Linked DNA regions of Mus musculus: region 1 is linked to region 2. Evidence: chromatin contacts called from public HiChIP or PLAC-seq data. All regions are on one chromosome and are shown on one strand. Each heading gives the region's core, a stretch centred on a gene start, on an enhancer-like site or on the middle of the called end of the contact. The rest is flanking DNA. Distances are from core to core; before and after follow the strand shown. Region 1 overlaps Tada2a (transcriptional adaptor 2A). Region 2 holds the start of Dusp14 (dual specificity phosphatase 14).

Region 1 (5,812 bases), core at 568-3,067, 33 kb after region 2:
CAAAGGGAGGTGGATCTCCGAGTTCCAGACCAGCCTGGTCTACAGATTGAGTTCAAGGACAGCCAGGGACACATAGAGAAGCCCTGTCTTGAAAAATAAAACAAAACAAAATAAATAGTTATTTGCTCCCGTAAGCTTTGGCCAAGATGCACAAAAATAATTCTACAAATGAAAACTATGTAACCTAATGATTAAAGTCAGTTATTAGGAAGCCAGAGGTAAATTACTTAACTTTACATATTTCTTTTAATGTAAAAAGAGAACATTGTCTATTCCCACTTCTCCATGTGGTGCAGCTATATAAGATTACAAATGTGAGCTAAGGAAAGAAACAGCAACAAAAATATTAAGGATGGATGTCGTAGGTGTACTGGCTCTTGCCTCTAATCCCAGCACTCACTCGGAAGGCCATCACAGAAGAGCAGCTTTAAATTTGAGGCTAACTTACGCTACAGTGTAAAACCATAACTCAAACAAACAAAAAACCAAAAAAACAAAACAAAACAAAACAAAAAACCAAAAAAACAAAACAAAACAAAAACAAACGAAAAAGAGGGGCCACTGAGATGGTTCAGTAATAAAGACACATACCACCAAACCAGACAATCTGACTTTGATCCCTGAAATTCACATGATGGAAGAAGAGAGCCAACTCCTACAAGTTGTCCTCTGACCTCCATATTAGTGTCATGGCATACACACATGCACACACATACCACACACATAGAACTAAATAAATTACCCCCGCAAAACACCCTCAAAACCAACAAAATCTTGATGGTATTGTACAATGCTAAGGACAGACTTGAGAATGGTTCTGCTACTTGCTGCTTGTATATAATTTCCAGTTTCTCCATCTGTAAAGCCAAAATAATGGTAACTCTCAACTCAGAGGGTCTTGTAAGTATTAGATGACTTCACAGAGCTAAGTGAAGTGGTGCATACCATAAGCCATGCAGTAGGCTAAAACAGAAAAAAAAGAGTTTGAGAGCAGCTTAGGTTACATAGCAAGACCCTGTTCCAATAGAAAAAAAATTCATATATGTGAAGGACTTAAAATGGCACCTGGCAAACAGTAAATGAAATATATCTTAGCTATTAATAGTAGTATTAATGTTAGTATTATTATAGCATTTCTACCTATGCATATACAACTGGTTTCTATAAAATGAGAGACAGTAACAAGTGAATGCAGAAAGATCTGCTGGACCTCTGGTATACAGTTAAAGGTCTAAAAGCTGGGAATTTAAATAGAAGAAATACACTGTGGAGAATAAAGGGGGTCCATGGCTGGCAGAGGAGCCTTGATGAAGTGAAGTTTCACAGAGAGATGGCATGCATGTTTGGCATGGTGGCACATGAGTGAAGTATCAGTGTGTGAAAACAGACGGACACAGCAGGATTCCAGGACAGCCTGATCCACAGGGCAAGTTCTAAGTCAGCCTTGGCGACAGAGTTAGTCTGAAACCAACCAGCCAGAGGGAGCGCAAACTATGCTAGCATATAACCCTGAGAAGCCTTGCAAACCCTGACTCAGCCCACAGTGCCTGGTGCCTTCACTTCCCTGGGTTATAGGACAATAACCAGAAAGACGATCCACCCATAAGTTTAGGACCCTGGGACATTTTAAGAAAGGGGTTGTCCACATATTTAGAGAGATTTTTTTCCGCAGATAAAAAGAGGTGAGCCTAGTGGGCCGGCTCACTAAGCATCTGCCTGGAAATCTCACAGTGTCACAAGACTGGAGACTTAATGAGTCCTCGTTTCTTTCTGCACCAGCAATAGCTTATGTCAACAAGGTAGGAGACAGTACCACTCACGAGACTACAGAACTTCCTTATTTTCCTCAGACATTGCTGTACGGGACATGCGTTTCCTGGACCCATGGTAGGAACCTTCTGGTATACTTGGAATGTAATTAACTATCACTCTATTGCACCCATGACTCTATAATAGACTACAAAGCTGACTTTATTGGATAAATTCCATGAATCAACACAAATCTTTGGGTGACACAAAGAAAGCTTGTTGGCATCAGCCCAAATTCCTTTCAGTATTATGAGTGAGGGAGTCTGAAAGGAATGTTGCTAATGCCCAGCTGTATTAGAAGTACAATGGTATGGAATAATAACACCAGCCTGCATTGCACACCATCATCCACTGGACACATGTACACCCTGACTAATTGGTGTCATTCTTCACTGATATGGGACACAAAGAAACAGGACTCCAAGGACTTGCCCAGGATTCCACAGTGACTCAGAAGCAAGCCCAAGCTTGAATCAATGTCCCGATTCCCACCAATCTGTGCCCCTCCGTGTGCCAGGTATGCTTAAACGTTCCTTCTTGTTCCTTCCTGAGTCTCTTGGGCTCTTGGACTACTTTAGTTATTGTTCTGAGAGATTGCTGGGGACAGCATGTGTCAGCCATGGCTATGCTGTCAGAAAGGCTACTCAAAGAGCTCAGAGCCATAAACAAGGTACTGACAGTGTGCTGCCAGGAAGACACGCCCTTGATCTCCAGTGCTTCCCAAATAGTCTCTTTAAGAGCAGTTATCTGTGTATCATACAGTTCACAACACTCAGTCTCCAGTGTGGAGGAAAGTGACACATCCCAGTAAATGCAGCACCCAGGAGCTGGACATAGAATCAGGAGTTCAAAACTATCCTTGCCAAAAAAAAAAAAAAAAAAAAAAAAAACACCAACCAACCAACCAAACAAACAAACAAAAAAGTTGGGCGGTGGTGGTGCATGCCTTTAACCCCAGCACTTGGGAGGCAGAGGCAGGCAGATTTCTGAGTTCGAGGCCAGCCTGATAACAGAGTGAGTTCCAGGACAGCCAGGGCTACATAGAGAAACCCTGTCTTGAAAAACCAAAAAAAAAAAACCCAAAACTCTCCTTGGCTATAAGGCAAGTTTGGGACTCTAGGCTATGTAAGACGCTGTCTCCATTTCTAACATGGGAAGCGGAGCTGGGGAAACAGATCAGTCGGTAAAGCTCTTAACCTGAACCCACTTGAAAGAAAGGCTGGGCGTGGTGGCACATACTTACAATTCTCGGGGAGTTGGAGACAGCCACATCCCCAGGGCTCACTGTGCATCTAGTCTAGTCTACCTGGCAAGTTCTGGCTAGAGTGAGAGGCTGTCTCAAGAAAAAGACGGGGCAGCACCTGAAGAATGACTCCTAAGGTTGCCATCTGACTTCCAGATATATGTGTACAGGCATACACACAGGAGCACAAATGTATACCTAAATAATAACAATAATGTAATTTAAAATCAACAGTTCTGAGAAATAAGAACCCCCAATTTTGGTCTAAATACACTTTTGACCATTTCCTAACTGTGTGTTAACAAATGACAGTGAACAGTATCTGCAGTTACAATTGAAATCCAAGGTCTGTGTACTATTTCCCTAAAGAGACCAGGGTTATTAATCAACTACCTGGATATTTCCCAAGTTCTATTATGTGTTCTATATTCTTACTATCATCACAAGTCAGACAGGCCAAAGCTTGGCAAGAAGGTACATTCAGCAACTTAACTAGTTTTTGGTTTTCTGTAGTGCCTGAATCCAACCCTGGGCCTAGGGCAAACTCTACCACTGAGCCATGTCACCAGTCCAACCACTAAGTTCTGAATTTGCTAAGGGCAGAGTACATGTTCTACTAATCCTTATATCTCAACATCCAGCAGTGTCATCAATACTTGTCATCAACAAGCCTCTGATAAAATAAATGTTACCATGTAAGATGTCTGAGTCGTCTTCAACAAAATCAATGTCTCTTAAGTCCCATTCTGCATAATTGTCAAACTCCTGTTAGAGGAGAGAGAGAACACAGAAAGCCATCAGTTTTGAGTAATGCCTTTACAATAGCCATGCTTCAGATGCAAAGAGAAATATCTGCTAAGTACTAAATCGGATAAAAGGCAAAGATACTAGTCTAAGGGAAAGTTATAGAAAAAGAGCGCTGGGATACCACAATACTAAGAGTGAAGCCCAGCCTATTGTTTAAAAATGTTTAATAGTTTGTTCATTCCAAAGAGAATCTTTGATTAGGCCTTCAAGTACTCTGCATGAATTCATTTTCCTTCTACTAGCTTTTGAGGGATCTGTTTAGTCCTAATATGACAATAAGATCAGAGCAGTCTATTGAAGACAGTTTCCAGAAGAGGAAGACTATGGGGTGGCTATGCACTCACACTGCGTGAACAAATCGCCCACCTAAGTATGGCAGGCTGGGCTCTAGGTTGACACCTCTCTCCAAGAGCACTGCAGATGACTTCAGATGGCAAGTTAGAGCTTGACATCACTTCCACATTTTCCTTAATTCCATGGCTAAGTAAGGAACATAGTTTGAATGGACATATGCATATACAACCATTACCCAGCCCTCAGCCTGGGAAATAAACTTTTGTTGGAAGACAGCTGTATCTATTTGTTTTGTTTATATATCATCTATGCTGTTTGTTTGTTTGAGACAGGCTTTCACAGTACAACCCAGGCCTCTCTAAAACTCAAAATGTTTGTATGCTACTTTCAAATAATAACATTAAAGTCTGGCTGCAATAGGAACTTTATAATTGAAAAAGCTTAAAATGTAACCTGGTCCTTGGCTTGTCAACCTTTGAAAACCCCTCACTGTGGAATGACAACTACAGACATTTCACACCTGTGAAGTCGGTGGGAGCAACACCACTATACCCTAAGAGGTCAGTCCTCACTCAGAACTGTCACTGCTAAACAGGTAAGTGCTCACAGAGGGGGAAAAGGAACAAGCTGATGTCACTTCACAGGCCTGAAAATCCTACTCTTCCTATAGTAAGAGATAATAACCTTGTAAGCTTTTCCTTATTGTGTGCTAAAAACACATGTTTGTTACCTCAATGAAATCTGCCCGCGCTGGCATGTAGCCTGCCATGTCCCGAGACAGCAATGAGTCAAAGGCAGGCCGGGGAGGGTCATCTGCGGCTGGAGCAAACAGAAAACATTAGCATGAAAATGTCAAATAAATGGCTTCATATTTTGGATTTAAAAACACACAAACAAGCAACCCAGAATTCCTCAGGGCACAATGGCATATGCCTGTAATCCTAGCATCAAGCCACGAGTCAAAAGCAGAAGGCTCAGATCGAGGTCACATTCAGCTACACAGCTGAGCTCAAGGCCAAAGTGTTCCAAGGCAGGGTATCACTATAAAGCTGAGAGCGGCCTTGGCCTGCTGAGTACTGGGTTACAGGTGCAGGGTACCACATCTCAAACAGATTCCTTTGAGCAAAAGGACCCACAAGAACAAATGTAGAAGTTTTATAAAGAGTGAAAGGTTAGTTATGAAAAAAACCATAGCTTCGTTTTACTGTTTTTTGTTTGTTTGTGCTTTTTTTTGGGGACAGGGTCTCTCTATGTAGCCCTGGAACTCACTTGAAGGACAGGCTGGCCTCAAATCGAGAGATCCACCACCCAAGTGTTGGTGGTGTTTTTATTTGCGCTGAGACAGTATTTCAAACTCCTACACTACTCCCAGACTCAGAACCCCATGCCTTAGCGTCCCAGGTGGCAATCATGGGGTTACAGGCACGTGCCACCATGCCGACCTACCCCAGTCTGATTTCCTGATGAAGGAAACAAAGTGAAGGAATCCTCTAAGGACCACCTCTGGTATGCATGTATTTGTGTGGGCAAGGCATGTGCAATGGCATGCATGTGGAGGGTCCCAGGGACTGAGTTTAGGTCATCAGGCTTGGTGGCAGGTGCCTCTGTCTGCTGAGCCATCCTGTAGCCCGATCCTCTGAGTTTTGCTTTCCCAAAATG
Region 2 (5,231 bases), core at 2,346-4,845:
ACACCACTGCAGGAATGTAAATTGAGACACTCTCTTTTGAAAAAGAGCATCACTCCTAACCCAGGACTATTCATAATTGCCCAAGGCTACAAACAACTCAAAATGTTCACCAACATATGACATTGACAGGTAATGTTTACCCCAAAATGAACCAACTACAGTCTCAGACAACATACAGACGAATCTTCAAAAATCATAGTGCTGGGCTGGTGAGATGGCTCAGTGGGTAAGAGCACCCGACTGCTCTTCCGAAGGTCAGGAGTTCAAATCCCAGCAACCACATGGTGGCTCACAACCATCCGTAACAAGATCTGACTCCCTCTTCTGGAGTGTCTGAGGACAGCTACAGTGTACTTGCATATAATCAATAAATAAATCTTTAAAAAAAAAAAAAAATCATAGTGCAGGGGCTGGAGAGATGGCTCAGTGGTTAAGAACACTGGCTGCTATTTCAGAGGACCTAGCTAGGTTCAATTCCCAGCCTCCACATGGCAGCTTAAACTATCTTTAACTCTAGACTTCCCTAAGAAGACTGACACCTTCTTCTGGCCCCTCTGGGCACCAAGCACAAATATAGTACACAGACAAACCTGCAGCTGAAAACTCCACACACATAAAAAATATGAATTAAAAATTCAAACACTACAGTGCATTAATTTACACAATTATCTATATGTTCACTATATATATATATAAAATATATATTACACATAACACACACATATATCTATATATATCTATATATATAGTTATTGCAAGTGAAAAGAAAAACCTAAGCCTGGTGTTGTAGCAAATGCCTATAATCCCAGCAGCTGGGAGGCAGAGGCAGGCAGATCTCAGTGAGTTTGAGGTCATCCTGGTCTACAGAGCAAGTTTCAGGACAGCTAGGGATACACTAGAGACCCCATCGCAAACAAACAAGACCTAAAAAAAATGTTGCATAAAGGTGAAAGGGGCATGAACAGCTGTGCTGTTTAGGTTTATGCTTAGAGGTAAAAACCATAGGCAAAGGAGATTATTTCCATTATAGTCAGTACAGTAATCAGCTGTCCTGAAAAAGTAGTGGGGGGTTAGGGGGGAGGGGAAAATGCAGTAGGAGTCTGCTTCTTGGCTGTGGTTACCCTTACATCTTTCTCTAAAGTAACTGATCAAGTTACCCATTCAGTTTATTCCTTCATCGAGTACCAAAAAACAGGCTCCGATCCCAGGAAAAGAGCACTCCTCTCACTATTACTAGGTGTCTAAGGTCGTGTCTAAGGTCGTGTCTAAGGTCGTGACCCTCATTTGCTTTCTTACCTCAGCACCCAGCCCGGTGCCTTTAGAACAGCAAAACTCCTTAGTAAATGTTTGCTATGCAAAGTCATGCCCTGCTGACATGAACTTGTCAGATGAACCCTTTTCCTGCCATTGACTCCAGCTGAGCTGCGGCACCCTCCTCCATTAACGCTTTCCTTTCTGTTGTGTCACCCCAGGGAAGCGATCATAAATAATGAAGCTACCACCTTAAATGCGAGCCCTGTAAGTTTATACCCAGGCCATCGGTTGCTTTAGCAACTCTTCTGCCTTCCACTCCCTCTTGTGTCTTCTCTGTGCAAAGACAATCCGCTGCTGTTGGTCGTGCGTGCCTGTCGTGTTTGTGTATTAATAGGGAAGTTTCCATTCTGCACCTGGGAGTAAAACCAAGCATCACAACGACCCAGCTCCTTTCAAGTTGTTTGTGAGATCCTTCTGCCTGTTGCTCAGAGAGATAGTAAGGTGCTGGCAGAGTTAACATGATTTTACCTAAAAAGCATGCTACCTGTTCTAGACAGAAACCAAATTGCTATAAACCGGATCCACTCTAAAATGATTTTGTTAGCAAGTCACTTATGCAAATACACATCTTATTAAAACGCTGGGAAGAGTCTACAAGATACAAGCCAACAGAAAGACACACAGACAGCCATTCTTTTGAAGATTAAAGGAAGACAATGACCTGATCTATAAAGTCCTAATTTTTCAGATGGAATGAGCCAAGCCTTTTTTTGTGATGCTGGGAAAATATTTTTAATCCATCTTGTTAAAAAAAGGAAAAGAAATTCCTCATGCAAAGGTATACATCTAATTCAAAGATTTCTCTTAACCCTAATTTCAATCCCAAAGTCTTGAAGGATTTCCCCGATTTAGAAGCTCCAGCAGTAAATCTGTGTGCAGCTCTATTAAGGGATCTCACAGAATGCATACCTGCAGTCAGCCAGTATCAAAGGTTTCCTTCCGAGAGGAGGACTAAGCTCAGCGGCGCGGCGCTCTCGAAAAGGATGCTGAGAAGACTCGAATGAAGCCAACTGTCTCCCGTTTTATGGGGGAAAGCCAAAAATACCAAGCAGCTATTCTCCTCCCCCAAGCGTCAGTAGGTGAGTCAGAGCTGGAGGCAGGAGTGGGGCCCATGTGTCAAGCCGCCTGTGCAGGGCTCCTTCCTCCCTCCTCCCGGGAACTCTCGGCCCTCGTCTGACCTCATGGGAATTCTTAAGGTGTCTCCAGCAAGGAAGAAGTGGTGCCTCACTCTGGGGGTGCCTCACTCCTCTGTTTCTCAAGGAAACCGAGACTAAATGCCCTTTATGAGTCCACAAAAGACAACAGCAAATTGCAGCCCTAAACACAACTTTGCAAAGAATACATACAACACCCAAAGAGTTGCATCTTGTTGGAGGGACCCGGCTTTGTAGCTGAGGCCTGCGGCTGCAGACCACTGTCCCTTGGCCTCTCTGACCTTTCATTGTCCTCAGGGAGGATGTTCTGGTATCCCATTAAACTTCAAAGTTGGTACTTTTTGGAGCAAGAACTGCAGGAAACTGCGTTAAAACTCTTGGTCCACATTTCATTAAAGTCAGTTAAGAATCCGAATCCTTGCCTCCGTTTTTTACATCTACAAATCGGGAAAGCACAGCTCTCCACCTACCTCTTAGAAACTTCACTGAAAACTACCCAGAGAACGTAAACCAAATGCCGTGGGGCTCTCCTGAGTGGAAAGTATGAGGTATTGTTTTTAGTATTATTAGACCGGGAGACTACTGGTAAAACACCCCGCCTTCTCTTGCCTCTAAGATGCCCAGTTACCATAACATTAGCCGATGCCACTGGCAACATCCACTTCAATAGAAGGTAGTTATACAATCCTAAGGCGGCTACACCACTCGGCTCCCTTCCCTACCCCAAGCCCAGTACAATTCAACTTCGCTCCAGAGCAAGGATACTTAGGAGAAATAAGAGTCAGATGTGAGCATGGTGCACACCAATCTAACACCGAGGAGAGACGCTCAAGTTGAGTTCTTGGCATAGCAGAAAGCCAAGTGTTTCCAGGGGGTGGCGGGGCCGGTCGCGGGGTGCATGCTGACGCCTGCCGGCTTGGGTTCGGGGATCCCAGCCTCTCCCGCCCCGCGCCCCGAGGTCGCCGAGCACCCGCACAAAGTTTGCAGAGCCGAGGGTCGCATGCGCCCGGGCCCCTCTGGCTCTCCCCCGCACCCCGTACCGAGTGTGCCGGTGGCGGCAGCGGCGGCTCTCGGGTCCGTGCTGCTGCGAGGCTCGCGGCTTCTGCCCGCCGGCCTCGCGCGCCTCCCGCTCCCTGCGCGCTGCCGCCCTCTTCCGAGCGCGGGCCCGCAGCGGGGACGAGCGTGGGTTCCGGGCGCCGCGCGTGCGCGCTGCGGCGCGGGCAGGTCCTCCTGGCCCCGGTTCCTACTCACCTGGACTTACTCGCAGACCCCTGCTCCTTGAAGCCGCGTTGTCCTCCGGCCCAGCTTCTGAGCTGGCGTTCGAAGAATCTGTCCAAATGCAGAGAGGCAACTGCGGGAAGAGACAGAATAAAAGGTGTGAGCGCCGCAGCCAGTGACTAATCACCGCCTCTCAGCCACCCCCTCCTCCTCCCCCGGGCGAGACAGCCCCAGGTGCGGACCCAAGGGGGAAGGCAAAGCCACTCTTTTTTGCTTGTTTGTTGAGGCAAGGTCTCACTATGTAGACCAGGTTGGCCTGGAACTCACAGAGACTCGCCTGCCTCTGCCTTTATCTCCCTAAAGCTGGGATTAAAGGTATAAACCACCACGCCCTAATTCTTCCGTCAACTGCTGGGTGGATTTTGATTGACAGGTGAGGGAAGTAACTGGGGAAACTCCAAAGGAGTTAAAGACCCCTAAACCTCTGATGCATTGACAGTACCCACACTCCTAGGTACAACGAGGCTGACTTGTGGAACCCTTGAAATTTCTTTGCTCTCAACTAGCTCTCTCGCTCTCTCCCTCTCTCTTTCCTCTCTTTCTGTCCTCTTTAGGTTTTCTCACCTGAAATGAATGGATGCAAACTGACTTTAGCGCCACCCTACTCTTCTCTTCGCAAAACTGAGGGGCGATACAGGGGCGGTAGGAACGACTTCCTCCAGCCTCTGCAGTGAGTCAGACTCCAGGAGTCCTGACTTGGCGCTCGGTTGGTCCTGTGCTCACCCAAGCAATGCCCTCGCTGTAGCAAATCGCTGACATCAGAACTGCTGAAGTCAAACTAGTATTCTTGGATTTGGGGGAGGGGACAGAGGAGGAGCACGCCGCACTTAGGGCTTACTTAACAGTTTCTAGCATCTTCAAGTAAAACCTGGAGGTTTTTGTTTTACTTTCTTTCTTTTTTTAATCTCCATTGGCCAACTGGATTCAGTCTTTTTGTGGGTGCTGCAATATCTAGAAGTTTTTGTCTGTTTCCCAGACGAAAATATAACAGCAGAGGCATTTTAGTGATAATACAGGGAAAGCTAAAATGGCCTAGACTGAAGAGATTTGATGCCATTAAAAAGCATGAGAGCTTTAAAATTAGGCAAAATTAACCATTTCATGAAGAACACAAGGAGACTAAGATTAGGTTAAAGCACCGAGTTCAAACTGCATGGGAATATATCTTTCTGGTACTATTATCATTCCGGCAGTTTATTTCATGACCTGCTTTTGACATCCCTAATGTAAAAATAGCAAAATCTCTACTGGAAGTGATTGAATGCTGTTTGTATTTCTGCATGTCCCTCTACAGTGCTTCTCTCTCACACACACACACACACACACCCGTGCTGCCACCCTTTAACGCAGTGACCACCCCCAACCATATTGTTATTGTTGTTGCTACTTCCTAAGTATAATTTTGCTACTGTTTTGAACCATAACGTAAATGTCTGACATGAAGGATAGCTGATGTGGGACCCGTATGAAAGGGTCTTGGCCCAC

Evidence for each region. HiChIP or PLAC-seq counts read pairs in DNA pulled down with a chosen protein or histone mark.
Region 1: a contact with region 2 is called in a KLF4 HiChIP or PLAC-seq map of embryonic fibroblasts, with 22 read pairs. The contact joins the enhancer-like site here to the promoter of Dusp14 in region 2. A contact is called at or near these places in 3 of 39 promoter capture datasets (hippocampal neurons, liver and macrophages), 19 of 484 Hi-C or Micro-C datasets (adipose-derived mesenchymal stem cells, cerebral cortex, cortical neurons and 10 more), 8 of 115 datasets of contacts at active chromatin or transcription factors (the SCID.adh cell line, embryonic fibroblasts, embryonic stem cells and 4 more) and 3 of 9 other capture datasets (adipose tissue, liver and pancreatic islet).

What each region holds. Positions count from the first base shown.
Region 1 is chr11:84,099,309-84,105,120 of GRCm38.p6, forward strand. It overlaps Tada2a (transcriptional adaptor 2A), which reads right to left. Exons shown (of 16, transcript NM_172562.3): 7 at 4,884-4,972; 8 at 3,745-3,817. Among named protein-coding and RNA genes, the nearest start is that of Tada2a, 27 kb to the right of the region's middle. Within about 2 kb of position 1,818, at least 21 of the 459 cell types and tissues checked have an H3K27ac peak or open chromatin away from gene starts, as enhancers often do. A contact at or near this core is called in embryonic fibroblasts, pancreatic cancer cells, stem cell-derived neural stem cells and 1 more, where this site is marked.
Region 2 is chr11:84,064,762-84,069,992 of GRCm38.p6, forward strand. Dusp14 (dual specificity phosphatase 14) reads right to left here and starts at 3,596. Exons shown (of 3, transcript NM_019819.3): 1 at 3,509-3,596.